Regions from separate parts of the Lactuca sativa genome. Here region 1 is linked to region 2. Evidence: chromatin contacts called from public Hi-C data. All regions are on one chromosome and are shown on one strand. The core of a region is the stretch at or near the end of the contact, and the rest is flanking DNA. Distances in the headings are between cores, read along the strand shown.

The links. A called contact is a pair of places that touch in the nucleus more often than the background predicts.
Region 1: a contact with region 2 is called in a Hi-C map of seed, with 4 times the contacts expected there. The contact joins the promoter of LOC111885075 here to the promoter of LOC111885065 in region 2. A contact is called at or near these places in 2 of 4 Hi-C or Micro-C datasets (leaf and seed).

What each region holds. Positions count from the first base shown.
Region 1 is chr1:169,368,807-169,372,616 of Lsat_Salinas_v11, forward strand. It overlaps LOC111885075 (E3 ubiquitin-protein ligase BIG BROTHER), which reads right to left and starts at 1,330. Exons shown (of 8, transcript XM_052764425.1): 1 at 1,144-1,330; 2 at 1-151. The coding sequence starts at 115.
Region 2 is chr1:168,938,579-168,942,454 of Lsat_Salinas_v11, forward strand. It overlaps LOC111885065 (ATP synthase subunit O, mitochondrial), which reads right to left and starts at 1,605. Exons shown (of 6, transcript XM_052764422.1): 1 at 1,332-1,605; 2 at 432-482; 3 at 101-344. The coding sequence starts at 1,460.

The DNA of each region.
Region 1 (3,810 bases), core at 80-2,579, 430 kb after region 2:
GTGAAGTTTGATGTGAAATTCCATCAAAGAAGTCCATGAAGCTCTCAGGGACTGTGTATGGGAATCCTGTGTTTATGTAATGGACCTCCATTTGTCGATTTCCATTTCCATCCATTGTGGATGATACTTTTAATTATCTTCACCAAAGAAACTGCATTAAAAGACCTTTTTCAGAATGCAAGTTAACTATAATTTCTGCCATAAAGTCAAAACTCCACAAGAAACAACCAAATATATCAGCACTTGAACATAAACCAACATATACCCCAAATTTGGAAAAGCAGAAATCAAGTTTATGGATGCCACTTCTTTACATAGACTTCTTAAATAATGTAACAGAGACAAAATGCAAAACAAAGTAACTAAGCTGGAGTCATAAAAATTTCATCTCAGATATGAATCGTAAAAGTCAAAACCTTAATTAATTTCGTGTATGGAAACAAATTAACTGAAAAGAAATGCCTCAACCAGCGAAAACCTAATACAAACATCGAGTTCAGTTTTTACATGTAGCAGAAACCAACACAGCTAGGAAATAGTAACGTATTGTTCATCTTCTTTACCTTCCATTAAAGAAAAGACCTAAAAAAAATGTTACATTGCACAATTCAAACTAGTTTCATGCTCAACATAACAATTTATTCAAACAAAACGGCAGTAACTAAAAAAAAATTCAAGTCAACCAACGTGCTAGGGCGAGAAACAAGCACACGCAGTTAGTCTAATTCCAACGAGAAACTGCTATATTCACGCCTTTTTCACCTCAACTCCCTCAAATTACAGCCGAAAACACAGAAATTCGTATAGAAATCAACCAATTCAAACACCGCTTACCAGTTTGATCAAACAAAATCCGCAGTAACACCGAATTTTACAGGCAGAATACCAGAAACAACCGCCGGTAGCCTTATTCATACATCAACATTTCCCCGTTGACACACTCGAAGATAAAATAAAAAGGAAATCAACTCTCAAAACGATCACTATATCATAAACGAAAAAAAAAAAAATTCACAAGCGATTGAACAGATACATACAGCAATCACACATTACACATAGTAATATGCATATCTCTACATACGTATACATATACTGAGACTAGAGAGAGGAGAGAGAAATAGAGAGAGATGACGAACATTGTACCGGTGGTTGGTCGGCCGGAGCAGAGGAAACGGACAAAATGAAAAAGTGAAAGGGGAAAAGAAAACTCTTGGTTGATCTTCCACACAGTATATGTATGTGTTTTTGTTTTTCTCTCTCTCTATATATGTATAGATACAGTAAACATATATAGACGGAAACTGTGACTGTCACTCTATCTCATCCGTTCTGTCACAATCTCCTTTCTCAACACTATTTTGGGGTGGGGGTAGTGTGGTGTGTTGGGTTATATGCGAACTTTTGATTCACGCAATCCGCCCCATTATATTGATTATATTTTACCATTCTTTTTTTACTAATTTACAAAAGAGTAAATTACATGAATGGTTTTATGGTTTTGGTTAATTTATACGTTTAGTCCCTAATTTATTTTTTTAACTTGTAAAGTTCATACTGTTTGTTTTTGTTACCTTCTTGATCTCCATCTTACCTAAAAATATTATTATTTAAATAGAGAAAAATGATAGGGTATGTAAGGTAATGTGAGGGGTGGGGTTGGGGGTGTGTTTATTTAAATAAATTAAAAAATCAAGGGCAAAATAGTCTTTTTAGGTAAGACAGGGACCAAGCGCATAACAAAAACAAACAGTAGGGACCTTCCGAGTTAAAACAATAAGTCAAGGACCAAACACGCAAATTACCCTAAACCATAGGGACCATTCATGTAGTGTACACATTAATTATTCCTTGATGATTTATTTATCCAAATCTAGTTTTATTATGAGCAGGATCGGCCCTAGGGACAGGGCAAACTGGACGATCGCTCTGAGCCTCACCAAATGTAACATCCCAACTTCCAGGTATGAGATTTATTTCCTAAAAGGTAAATTCCCCTTGGAACTCGTTGAGTTGATGGCCTCAACTCGACGTGTTGAAGACTTTTGGGTCGCACATATTTTTGGACCAACTCGACGAGTTGGTGGCTGATTAAGAAACCCTAATTTTTAGGGTGTTTCGCCATATTTAAAGGTCTTATACCCTTTGGGTGGCCTCCTTATCCGTCTCCTCTATCCAGAAAACCCTAGTTCGTGCATCCTCTCCCATATTTGTGTGTGTGTGAGCTTGAAGAGTGATTTCTTGGTGTTCTTTTGAAGGAGCTTGAAGTTTAAAGTGGTTTGTTTGAAAGGAAGGCTTTAGATCCAGAACCTACCATTTTGTTGCATCCATTTTGAGGTATAAAGTCGAAACATTGCTCATCTATTGCTTAGATCTCTTCCTTGGAGGTTTATTGTCATATTTGGCTCATTTTTTGGAATTTTCATGGGTTGAGTATTTCATGAAGTTGCCACTTTAGATCTGGACATCTTATGGCCTCATTGGACTTAAAGTTGTAAGCTTTATCGAGTTCTAGGCCTCTTTCATGCTTTAGGTCCCTTATTAAGCCTTTCTTGAGTCTTGGAGCCTCTTTTGTGTCATGCATGGACTTAAAGTTAGCAACTTTACGTGGGTTTCCAACCCTCGGGTATCCGATCTACATTTTTAAGCATTAGATTCGATAAGAAGGGGTTGAATATGTTAAGACTGGGAAAACTCGATGAGTTGTCGTGACAACTCGGTGAGTTGGCTCAAGTTTTCCCGCTTCTTTGGATACTGTGGGAACTCGACGAATTGTCCTAATAACTCATCAAGTTGGCTCGGGTTTTCCCCGCTTCTCTGAGTACTGTAGTAACTCGACGAGTTGGTATGTGCACTCGATGAGTTGGGTCAACACGGGCTGTTGACCTTGATTATTGACTTTGAATTTGACGATGGTTGACCAAGTTTGACTTTGAGGGAATTTTGGGTATTTTAGAGTTTTGATAGAAATTATCACATGGTGGTTGTAGGTATTTGAGTCTGGAGCTGAGTTTTGGAGTTGGATTTTACGAGTTCATCACTACTTTGTGAGGTGAGTATTCCTCACTGTACTTGTTGGGTCAAAGGCACCAAGGTCGTCCCCTCAGATTATTATCCTAGTTATCGTATAATTGAGTACTGTAGTAATCGGTTAATTTGAATCATGGTAAATATGATGATGTTATGCTTATTGATCTAAATGATTTGTGCTTGCATGCTGATTGAGTATGTGTTTATGAGCTATGTATATGTCGACATGTGTGTGTGGTTGGGTTGTAGCGGTCCTGCTTTGTGCTGGCATCCCGAATAGACTGAAGGCCCTGCGAGGCGGTCCAGTCAGGTCGAAGGCCCGACGAGCAGTCCAGATAGGTTGTAGGCCTTACGAGGTAGTCCAGTCATGCCGAAGGCTCGGGAGCGATCTAAATAGGCTAAAGGCCCTGCGAGGCGGTCCAGTCAGGTTGAAGGCTCATTTATGCATGATGTTGTCTGTTATGTTTATGTGGTGGTATTTTGGGGAAGACTCACTAAGCTCTGGGCTTACGGTTTTTTTATTATGTTTTAGGTACCTCAGATGATCGCGGAAAGGCGAAGGTTTGATCGTGTACCTCCTCATATTTTGTGTTATGATTTTTGGTAAAACTCTGATGTGAAATTTATTTTGAAAACAATATGTAATAAATGATGGTTTTGGATTTATTTAAAAGTTTATAAATTTTCAAAATTTTATGGATGTTACACCAAATCTCGGGGCCCCTAATTACAGTGTGTGTGTGTGTGTATATATATATATATATATATATATATATATATATA
Region 2 (3,876 bases), core at 355-2,854:
GGATTAGAATTTACAAATCACAACAAAATTCAAGAACTGTGATATGCTGTAATATGAATCATAAAGAAATGAATGTTGGTATATTTTGCATTTTACATACCTAAAAAGTTCTTTGTGATTTCTGAAAATTTAGCTTGATCACAGATCTGAGTCATAGCCTTGACTCGGGTATCTGCTGGCACTGCCAAATCCTTCATGAACTGTGAAAAAGTTGGAGATTTCTGAGAAGCAGCAACAAGATCAAGAAGCTCTGCTTCAACCTTTTCCAATGTTTTGGCTTTTGCAGCTGCAATATATAATGCAGACGCGTAGTTTCCAGACCCCCCAAACATCGCCACTGGAACCTGAACAACTTACTTTATATGTTTACTTATTTACAATTAACAAAAAATAAACTATTTAAGTAAAGTAGTACACAATAACACCATTACCTTAATCTTTGGTTCCTTTGTTGGAGAAGCAGAGGCAAAGTTCCTTGATTGCTGCAAATAAAATGATCCCTAAATTAGCAAACTTGCATTTCAATCATTGCAGTTACAATGGGCAATGAAAAAGAATATATGATAAGTTTTGTTTGGCCTTTCTATTACTCCTGCCCCATAAACAAATGCCCTTTACCAATTACTCAACTTCAGCATCTTAACAATGTTCTAATCATATTAATCGGTGCTAAATCAAACACCTTCAGTGATATATATTGGCTGAACAAGATTGTAATGTCCATCAATTAAATGTATGGAGACTGCTCAAGGATAGGTTGATTCAGGCTCAGAGATGGATGATATTGTAATTTAAGGATTATACTTGAAGAAAACCCATTGATTTAAGTTGGGACAAATGACAGATAGTTATAGCAATAAGACATTAAGACATAATTAAGAATAAGATAGAACAACATTAATATGGTGGTAAAAAGATGTGAGAGGCAATAACAAGGTAGTTTACATGAAAACAATCAACTTCAAACACTACAAATTCATTTCAGACCATAAGTTTTTTCATAACTATAGCTTCTTCTGCAACCCCATGTTTGCATATTCAAGTAACTGTGTTCTTTTCTGTTTTCTATGAAAAACTCGAATCATTTCTTTCTATCCATACACTAGTCTGTTTCTAAAATAAAATAATCCGCGTTATACAAACTACCACCCTCGTCCCATTTCACTAATACTTATTCATTTGAAAAGTCAAATCAGCTACATACAGCTTAAACAAAAAAAAATCACATAACAAAGCAAAAACCGCATAAAACCAGTATCTTGAAAACAAAGCAAGAAGAAAAAACATTTACTGGTTCTAAATTTCAAGATAGTGAAATAAATTATCACCACCTGGGGATCGGTGAAATTAGGGCAGATCAAAGCTCGTTCGACATTCAATCTCTGAGCTGATACAGAATCTGACATCAGAGCCTTGGTAAAGCGAGGGACGCTTGATCTGATTCTCCCAGCCATTGCCATTTGGATCGAGGCCTAAGCGAATCCACACAGAGAGAAGAAAAGAGAAGGAGATGGAGAATTGAAACTGTGGGGGGACGTTTGTCGAATAAGGTGAAGTAGCGGAGGGTTTGTGTTTGGGCACAAGGGCTTCGATGGCGTTGCCTGTTAGACAATTTTACCCTCACACTTAGATTATGTCATTATATGGCAACTAAATATTGATTTTGATTTTAAATTGTCCGATCATTTGATTTTTATGCACTACAAGTATATAAACTTTTAGGGGTGTTTGGCTAAGCTTATTATTAAAATAACTTATTAGTTTGTTAGCAGCTCCACACCGATATAAGTTAAAAAAAATATTATGGATAAAAATAGCTTATTCCCGTGAGAACCATTAATAAGTCATTTTTTCATAGGTTACTCATTCTAACTTATTATCTTATAAGTCAATAAGCTAATAAGCTATAAGCTAATAAGCAATAAGTTTTTTACCATACACCCCCTAAATTGTCTGTTAAATAAGAGAATGGTGTCGGTTAATAGGTTGAGTGGATGACATAAAGTTGTTTTAAATAAGTTGTCTTTTTTCCTTCCCCTTTTATACATATGGCTTGTTTTGCCGCTACTGATATGGTAGTAAAGTCCAAGAAAGCTGAGAACCACCTAAAGGATCTTGAAGAAGCATTCAACATATTGGATAAGCTCAAATCTTCCAAATGTCATTTTGGAGTGGGAAATTCTTGGGCTAAATGGTAACAGAGAGAGGTATAGAAGCAAGTCCAAAACAGATCAAAGCAATCTTGGACCTTAAATCCCCAACCTCAACTAAAGATATTAAAAGATTGACAGGTAGAGTGGTGGCCTTAAACAGATTCATTTTTAAACCATCAGAAAGACACAAGCCTTTCTATGCTATCTTGAGGAAGAACAAGAGATTTGAATGGATATGTAACAATCGTTTTCCAAATTCGGGTTGTTTTCTTGATTAAGTGGTTAAAGTGTTAATTTGTAAGTTTTGGAGTATTGCGTTGTGTTTATATAAGAATAAAACTATGTAATACTATTAATTTTAAGTATAGAAATACTTATACATTTTTGGTCTTACGGTTTTTAAGACTACAACTCACTTTAAAGGAAATATTGGATTTTCTAGGAACAAACACTACATTTTTAAGAATGGTTATTTACTTATACACTACATTTACAAGTAAGGTTATTTACTTATACACTACATTTATAAGTATGGTTATTTACTTATACACAACATTTATAAGTATGATTATTTACTTATACACTCGATTTTTGGATAATAAAAATCACATGACAAGTCATACTTTTTATAAGCTTAGAAGTTATGGGAACTTTTATTTTATTAATGCTTTTGGATACATACCACACACACACATTCTTATTTTACGCTGAAGACATACAAATACAAAACATTTTACAAGGATACGATTTTTACACAAGGAAAAATATCGGATTTTTCTATAACTGAACTCTTATGAACTCCCCAACTTTATGTTGACTTTTAGAACGACATGTAATCTCAGGAAACAATTAAGCTCGAGTTAGTGGAGCTACTTTTGAAGACAAGACACCAGATATCATTATGAGAACTACTTTATTTGATAACATGCAAACCTTGTAATGTATTTTGATACTAAGTAACATTTGGGTCATGTAACTAATATATAATCATATGATATGATGATGGTTGTTTATGTAATTGTGTATCAATGTGTACAATAATTATGATACTGTGAACATCGTTCCACCCCCGGACGTTTCCTCCATCCGGTTTAGGGGTGTGACAAAAAGCATAAAACAAATACAACGATGAACCAACAATAAATATATACCAAAAGGAAATCTACATAGATATGTCGTAGAGTTGTTTAACAAAATTGGAGTGTATACGCCCATACATCACCGTTAAAACATACGAAAATAAAAGAAGTCTACATACCCAAAAAGTAACAACAAATAAAACATAACTAACCAACATACTCTTCGCCATACCCATCACTATCATCGTCATCATTGTCGTCATGACACGTCCGTAATGTGTCTGCCCCATCACCCGGTCGCTGGTAAGAGGGTGAAGCAAACCCCTAAAAGCGAACTAATCACTCATAACCCCTGCCACCCACTGCTGGGAATGACGGGCATCATGAACCTCCCTACTCAGCTCGTCCATGCGCCTAGAGAGATGGGTTATATCCATCTCAAGTTGCGGACCCCACTGAGCGGCAGGGGGAGCACATTAAACACGCTGCTGACGATAACCCAACTCAAAATCACTATCCTCTCCATGCTCCGGATCCACCTGACAGATGGGCATAACACCATCGTCAGAGGGACTCCTCAAAATCCGATTTGGCCCATGAACAATCGCTCGTAACCGCGTTAGAGTCGCCTCGTCCAACTTCCG